2 separate regions of the Rattus norvegicus genome follow, and region 2 is linked to region 1. Evidence: chromatin contacts called from public Hi-C data. All regions are on one chromosome and are shown on one strand. The core of a region is the stretch at or near the end of the contact, and the rest is flanking DNA. Distances in the headings are between cores, read along the strand shown.

Evidence for each region. Hi-C and Micro-C count contacts between places; a contact is called where the count stands out from the background.
Region 2: a contact with region 1 is called in a Hi-C map of the A7r5 cell line, with 3 times the contacts expected there. The contact joins the promoter of Zfp78 here to the enhancer-like site in region 1. A contact is called at or near these places in 8 of 12 Hi-C or Micro-C datasets (the A7r5 cell line, Schwann cells, frontal cortex and 4 more).

What each region holds. Positions count from the first base shown.
Region 1 is chr1:75,928,101-75,931,511 of GRCr8, forward strand. The region is part of intron 3 of Usp29 (ubiquitin specific peptidase 29); the gene reads right to left. Among named protein-coding and RNA genes, the nearest start is that of Usp29, 30 kb to the right of the region's middle. Within about 2 kb of position 2,046, at least 7 of the 93 cell types and tissues checked have an H3K27ac peak or open chromatin away from gene starts, as enhancers often do. A contact at or near this core is called in the A7r5 cell line, where this site is marked.
Region 2 is chr1:76,555,529-76,559,259 of GRCr8, forward strand. It overlaps Zfp78 (zinc finger protein 78), which reads right to left and starts at 2,457. Exons shown (of 5, transcript NM_001427789.1): 1 at 2,387-2,457. It overlaps LOC134482884 (a long non-coding RNA gene), which reads left to right and starts at 2,141. Exons shown (of 2, transcript XR_010059559.1): 1 at 2,141-2,541. LOC134482882 (a long non-coding RNA gene) reads left to right here. Exons shown (of 2, transcript XR_010059554.1): 2 at 1-25.

The DNA of each region.
Region 1 (3,411 bases), core at 796-3,295:
TCACCATACCACACAGCCACGGCCTTCTAAATGAAGAAACTCACGTCTGCAGGTTATTGTTGGTTTCCTACCCCAGTCTTTCCCACTGCAAGTGGCCAACATTAACAAAGGATGTTTCTCCTCAGATCCTCAACTCAGCACATGTCTGTAGAGCCTGGAATGTATTTAAAATTACTTCAGGGGCTAAGGAGCTGGGCCAGGCCAGCAGGTGTTAGGGGAGATGTCTCAGGCTCAGTTTGGGAGCAGGCTGAGTTACATCTCCCCAGAGGCATTGAGTAGCCAGACCGTTCAGGGATGGGTAGAAAAAGGAAAAGCATCATCTCAGGACGACCCACACACACCACCACCACTACCACCACCACCAAGGCCAAGTTCTAAGCACAAAGGAGCAAGGCATAAGAGACAGAGACAGGAGACAGAGGGTGAGGAAGAAGGGAGAGGTTACAGGGATATTTGTCCTCAAGGGGAAAGGGACAAAGGACTGTCTCAGGATAGAGGGGAGACAGACGTGGCACATAGGAGAATGCTGGTTATAAAGGTAAAGAGGAACCCTGTGTTAGGAAGAGATGTTTAATTTTAATTGGGAACGTTAGTTAGGTGAGCCAAAGAGGGCTTGTGCTTGCTGGACTTCAACAGTTGATAGCTGGAGCTCGGTAGTCAGCCTGAGGAGGAAGAAGTGGCCGAAAAGGGAATAGACCTTGGGGGCTAGCTTGAGGAGTGCAGTCTAAGGGTTTTTTAGCAAGGCAGAGGAAGTGGGGGAGAAAGGCAAAGCCTGCCAGAGCCATGCTCACCACACTGGCCAGAGTCCCTTCAAATTGTGTCTGCACTCCTCCAGCTGCCCAAATCCCATGATGAGGCCCTTGTTCTTAGTCCCTCAGAAGGTAACTGAAGTCAGAAGTAGGGTTAGGGCCACATCTAGCATTCTGATGACCAGTAGATCAGAAGACAGAAATACACAAAGGGATGATGGATGACCCTGGGAGAATGGTGTGTGTGTCTAGCCTCTGAGCCAAGCAACTGCCATCTTGGGGACTTTGTCAGCCACCACCATGCTAAAGGGGCTCAACTGACAGGTTTTTCTTCTCAGAGAGGGGTGGGAAGGGTCACAAGACTCTCTCCAGAGTCTGTGACCTAGGGGAGGGGCTGGGGACCTTCATCTCAGCATCCACATCCTTGTAGGCAACCCCTCACCAACGCTCTGCAAGAAACTGGTGATATGTTGCCTTGGTTTGTCATTGGGACTTTTGGGGGACTGGTTGACATTGCTTATGTCTAATAGCTCTGAGGTGGTGGCCTTAAATTTTAGTACTTGGGAGGTAGGGATAGGTGGATCTCTGAGTTCAAGACCAGCCTGATCTACAGAGTGAGATTCAGGACAGCCTGGGATATACAGAGAAACCTGGTCTCAAAAAAGAAAAACAAGGCACTGTTTATGTTTAGGCCTGGGAGGGAAAGGTGTGGGTGTGGGTATATACTATACCCAGGGAACTTCTTTCATTTTGATGTTTTGTTTTGAGACTGGGTCTCACATAGTCTGGTCTGCCCTCGAACTCACTGTAGCTGAAAAATGACCTTGGATCTCTCTGTCTCTGTCTGTCTCTCTCTCTCCCTCCCTCTTTCCCTTCCTTCTTCCCTCCCTCCCTCCCTCCCTCTCTCTTTTTTGTTTTCTCTCTCTCTTTCTCTCTCTGTCTCTGTGCCTCTGTATCTCTCTGTGTGTCTCCCTGCCCGCCCCCCCTTCACCAAGGTTGGGTTAGGCCTTGTTAGGAATTGAACCCAGGGCTTTGCGCTTTCTAGCCATGAAATCTATCAAACGAGCCGCATTCCCGGCTCGTTTGACTTTTTAGAGAGGTTCTCATGTAACATAGGCTTCCCTAGAACTTGCTACATAGACCCCACCCCACCCCACCCCCGCCCCTCTCAATGCTGAGAGGCTACAAGTGTAATTCCGCATTGATCGAATGTTTGGAACATTCCATGGCCTTAAGGACGTTCATTAGAAATTGCGCTGAGCGGCCAACAGGTGGCGCTCGTAGGATATTGACTAAAACAGTTCGCACGACTAGGGTATCCGGCTTGTTAAACCGGGCTGCAGTTGCTCTAAAATATTTCAAACCATTTACCCTATAAGGACAAGGATGGATGAGCTTCGAGAAGAAGGCCGCCGGGGAGCAGACTGCATTGGCCAGCACAGCAACAGGGCCGGAGAAATCCCCGGTGTGGGGATTTGAGTTTACACCCTGGCTCCGTCTCATACTGGCCTGTGTGTCATTGGGTGGGGGTTTTTTGGCTTCCAGGCTTCCGTTTCTTCTTTTGCACGTTCATTCGGGTAGTGTAACAATTCAATTTAAAAATAATGTTACTTAGAAATTAGTAGGATTTGAAATGTTATCACCACGGAGAACTGATAGTTTTGTCAATAATTTGATTGACAATCATATCAGAGCATCCATGTTGTGTATTGTAAATGTTTATAATTTGTATAGTTCACCTTCACTTAAGAGTTGGAAGGAGGAATTAAAGGCCACCCTCTGGACGACTTGTGGAATTCCAGACCAGCCTATCCCTGTGGCTATGTGCGGGGACACACCCATTTACTCCTGGTAATAAAGCAGAGACAGGGGCTGGAGAGATGGCTCAGGGGTTAAGAGCAATGACTGCTCTTCCGGAGGTCCTGAGTTCAATCCCAGCAACCACATGGTGGCTCACAACCACCTGTAATGGGATCCGACGCCCTCTTCTGGTGTGTCTGAAGACAGCGACAGTGTACAAAAGAATAAATTAAAAAAAAAAAAGCAGAGGCAGGCAGTTCTCTTTGAGTTCAAGGTCTGTCTGATTTACATAATGGGTTCCAGGCTGGCTAGGATTAGGTGGTAAGACCTTGTCTCAAAACAAAACCCAAAACAACCAAACAAACAAATCAAGCTACATGAGACCTTACCTCAACAATGGAAAGGAAGCTATAGCTTGTGGCTGCAACACTTTCTCTGTACACAGGTCCTGTGCAGGAACCCAGACCTAGGAATTAAAGAAAAAGGAAGAAAAAGTTCACTGAGTTTCTCCAATGCAGGCAATCCTGCCAAATGCAGTGGACTTCAAACTCCATCCCCCCCCCCCCCCCCCCCCCCCGAGCTGAGGACCGAACCCAGGGCCTTGCACTTGCTAGGCAAGCGCTCTACCACTGAGCTAAATCCCCAACCCCAAACTCCATCTTCTAAGACTTGATGTTCCAATGGTGAGCAGATGGCAAGACAGATCAGGTGTGTATGCTGGGGTTGAGCACTAAAGAACTCAGTGCTCCGTGCCAGGCACCAGGAGACTCCCGTGAAGGTTTACAGTTTGTGTGAACTGATCTGAGGAAGGGTTTTGTTTTGTTTTTGAGACAGGGTTTCTCTGTGTAGCTCTGGCTGGCCT
Region 2 (3,731 bases), core at 1,207-3,706, 630 kb after region 1:
AGGTATACTACTATAACCCCCCCCCACATTTGGAAGGCAGCGTCTTAGTTAGGGTTTTATTCTGTGAAGAGACACTAAGACCCTGGTAACTCATTTTTGAAAAGCATGTTGTTGGGGCTGGCTTACAGTTTCATCAGTTTAGTCCAGTAGTACCGTGGCACTACACATGGTGTGTGTGTACCATGACCCTTCTCATTCAACCTCTCCAAGGAGCTTCATGCATTTCTTGATATTTAATATATTAGTATATCTGGTTCTCATTGCATGAGCTTTTTCTGAGGAGATATAGAACAAATTCTGTTTACCTCAAACAGGGGTACCAGCGACAGAACAACATAATGATCCCACAAAAACCTAACCTGGGGAAAGAGCAGGTTTATTGGGTAAAGAGTTACTTATAGGAGCATGGGTAACCCCCAAACTTCTGTATCACCCCAAAGTCTCACCCTGTCATAGATGACAGCTTCATGAATTCTGCATCTGAGTTGCCCTTTCAGTTAACCCCTCACGTGCTATATCCTCTAACATCTCCCAAGAGACACTGTGACTATGGCATTCCTGTAAGAGAAAGCATTCCATTGGAGTCTGCTTACAGTTCCAGAGGTTTAGTCCATGTTCATCAGGGTAAGAGCATAGTGCCACACAGACATAGTTCTGGGGAAATAACTGAGAGCTCTGCATCCAGAGCCACAGGCAGCAGGAATCCCCAAAGCCCACCCCCAGTGAATCACTTCCTCCAATAAGGCCATACCTACTCCAACAAGACCACACCTTTTAATTCTTCTCAAGTAGTACCCTGATGACTAAGCATTCAAATATATGAGCCTATGTGGGCCATTCTTATTCAAACCACATTTCACTCCCTGGCCCACATAGGCTTATATCATAATGCAAAAATGCATTCAGTTCAACTTCAAAGGCCTTCATAGTCTATCACAGTCTCCACACTAAAGTCCAAAGTCGAAGTGTCTTCTGAGATTCATGCTTAACTCTAACCACTGCAGATAACATAACTTCCAACATACAATGCCAAACATTATTATTTCCAGACATGGGGCTGGAGAAATGACTCAGTGGCTCGGAGCACTGGATGTTCCTCTAGAGGATTAGGGTTCAATTACCCGAACCCACATGGCAGCTTACAACTTCCTGCAACTCCAGTTCCAGGAGATCCATCCATGGTACCAGGCATGCATTTGGTATATATATATATATATATATATATATATATATATATATATATATATATATATGTATATATGTATATATGTATATGTATATGTATATATGTATATGTATATGTATGTATATGCATATGTATATGTGTATATGTATATGTATGTATATATATGCAAATGCCCATACAAGTAAAATAGATAAATCTTTAAAAACACATTCCAAAAGGGAGGAAAAGGAGCACAGTGAGGAAATCAATACTGGATCAAAGAAAAGACCGAAAACAAGCAGGGCAAACTCTAAATTCTGCATCTCCATGTCAGTCAGATCTCCAAATCTTTTCACCTTTGTTGACCACTGTGTACTTCTCTCTCTCAGGCTGGTTCCATGCTTAGGATGCAGCTATCCCATGACTCTACCATCTTCAACATCTTGAAGTCTCCAACACAATCCAGTCTTCAAATTCCCAGCTTCACTCAACCGTCTCTCAAGATTTCTATGCAGGGATACCCCTGTCAGAAAGCTCTTTGAATCCTTTCCTTTTGAGTTTCTATGGCTGTGTAATTCACTTATCTGAGTGTGGGTTGCACCTGCCAGTAATCACAGACAGCATTTGAAAGATAGACTTAGGAAGATCAGGGTTTCAAAGTCATCTTCTACTTACATAAAGAGTTTGAGACTGCCTGGAGTATATGACACTCTGTCTCAAAACATCAACAAAAGGGCTGGCCTCTAGTGATCAATTTACCCTTCAGCCCCTCTCCTCTCCTCTCCTCAATGGGGTTTGGGACCGATCATCTAATCCCGTTTAGTGAAGCTACCTTGAGTCTGTCAGCCACCAATCAAGAGCGGTCAACAAGATCTTTATTACTTTGGAGATTCCAAGCATTTAAGTGTTGTAATGCAGATCACCAGAAGACAGACCTACCATACGTTTCACACTCCTCTCACATTCACAGCACTTAATTCTCTGAGAGACTTGTCTCCCTCTCTCACACTGAAAACTCACAACCCAGTCCGTTTCAAACACACGCCGGCCTGGCACACCCAAGCACAGACTTAGTTCCGGACGCCTGTCGTCTGAGCCCTCGCGCCCCCCAGATTCCACGCAACCGCCCGCCTACCTCCAGACAGAAAACACAGGGACCACGAGGATCTCCCCTCCCCGCAGCGCTCGGGCTCCTACTCCCTAACAAGAGCCTCAACTCACCCGCCAGCTACCTTATCCAGACGCTGTCAACCGAGGGACGCTGGGAGGTGTCATACAAGCTAAATGTGCGCAAGCGCAGCCTGTGCCAGCGACAACAGAAAAACCTAATCTGAGAAAGGCGGGGCTTAAGGGGCGTGTACTCGGCGAAGTCTGCGGTGAGAAACTGGTCTTACGGAGAACAGTTTCTTAGTCTGAGGGTGAAGGCAAGGCTAAGCAGAGAAGAGCAAGGATCTCAGAAGTTTATTGTGAGGGGCTGTACTTATTAGGGAAGGTTCCCAGCAGAATCTGGAGTAAGGGGCGGGGCTTGGTGGAGAAAGGGCGGACTCTCAGCGGAGTCCCTGGAGAGGGCTGTGCTAAACTGAGAAGGGGCGTGAGCTTATCAGTATTAGTGAGGGGCGGGGTTATCAAGTAGGGCGGGTTCTCAGCTGTCTGAGGTGAGGGCAGGGCTTGGGAGAGGGGCAGGTTCTCAGCCGAATCCGAGGTGAGGGCGGGGCTTAGGCAGTAGGGTTGGTACTGGCAGCCCGAGGTGAGGGCGGGGCTTGGGGGAAGGGGCGGTTCTCAGCAATCCGAAGTAAGTGGTGGGGCGAGTAGGGCGGTTCTTCGCTCAGTCTGAGGTGAGGGCGCGGCTAGGAGAAGGGGCTGGTTCTCAGAATCTAGATTGAGGGTGGGACTCAGTGGAGAAGGGCGGGTCCTCAGCAGAATATGAGGTAAGAGGCGGGGTTTGAGCCCAAAGAGCAGGGTCTCAGCGTAGTGTCTGGTAATGGAGGCGCTAAGCGGAAAAGGGGAGGATTCACAGCACTCTGAGGGGAGGGGCGGAGCTTAGCCAGTAAGGCGGTCCTCCTAGCAGTCCTAGAGAGAGCACCGGTTTGAAGGAGAAGGGGCGGGTTCTCAGACGAGTCAGAGGAAAAGGACAGGGCTCGAGGAGAAGGGCACAATTTAAGGCTGTTCTACTACAACAGGTGGCAGAAGGGATGAGAGCTGGGACAGTGTGTGGCTGAGTGCGTGATTATGCAGAAGTGTTGCCTAGGGTTCCTGGCCTTGTCGCTTAGGGCGACTCTTGCTCCAGCTCTTCATTAGGCTTCCCATCTTTCATGGAGACCAGCAATGTCTCTAGGTACCAGCTGCTGCGGATCCTCACACTATTCATCCATCAATCTCCTTGATGTCACTGTTCATTACTTAACTATGCTCGATCTTTATTGTTAGATTTTGAGACTCTGATTTTTTAGAGAGAGAGAAGATTTGAGGTGGTTAGCCCAGACTAACTTCTAAAATGGGTAAACAGCCAAAGATGACTCTGAACTCTTGATCTTTCCGAATCCATCTTCCAAATTGAGATTAAAGG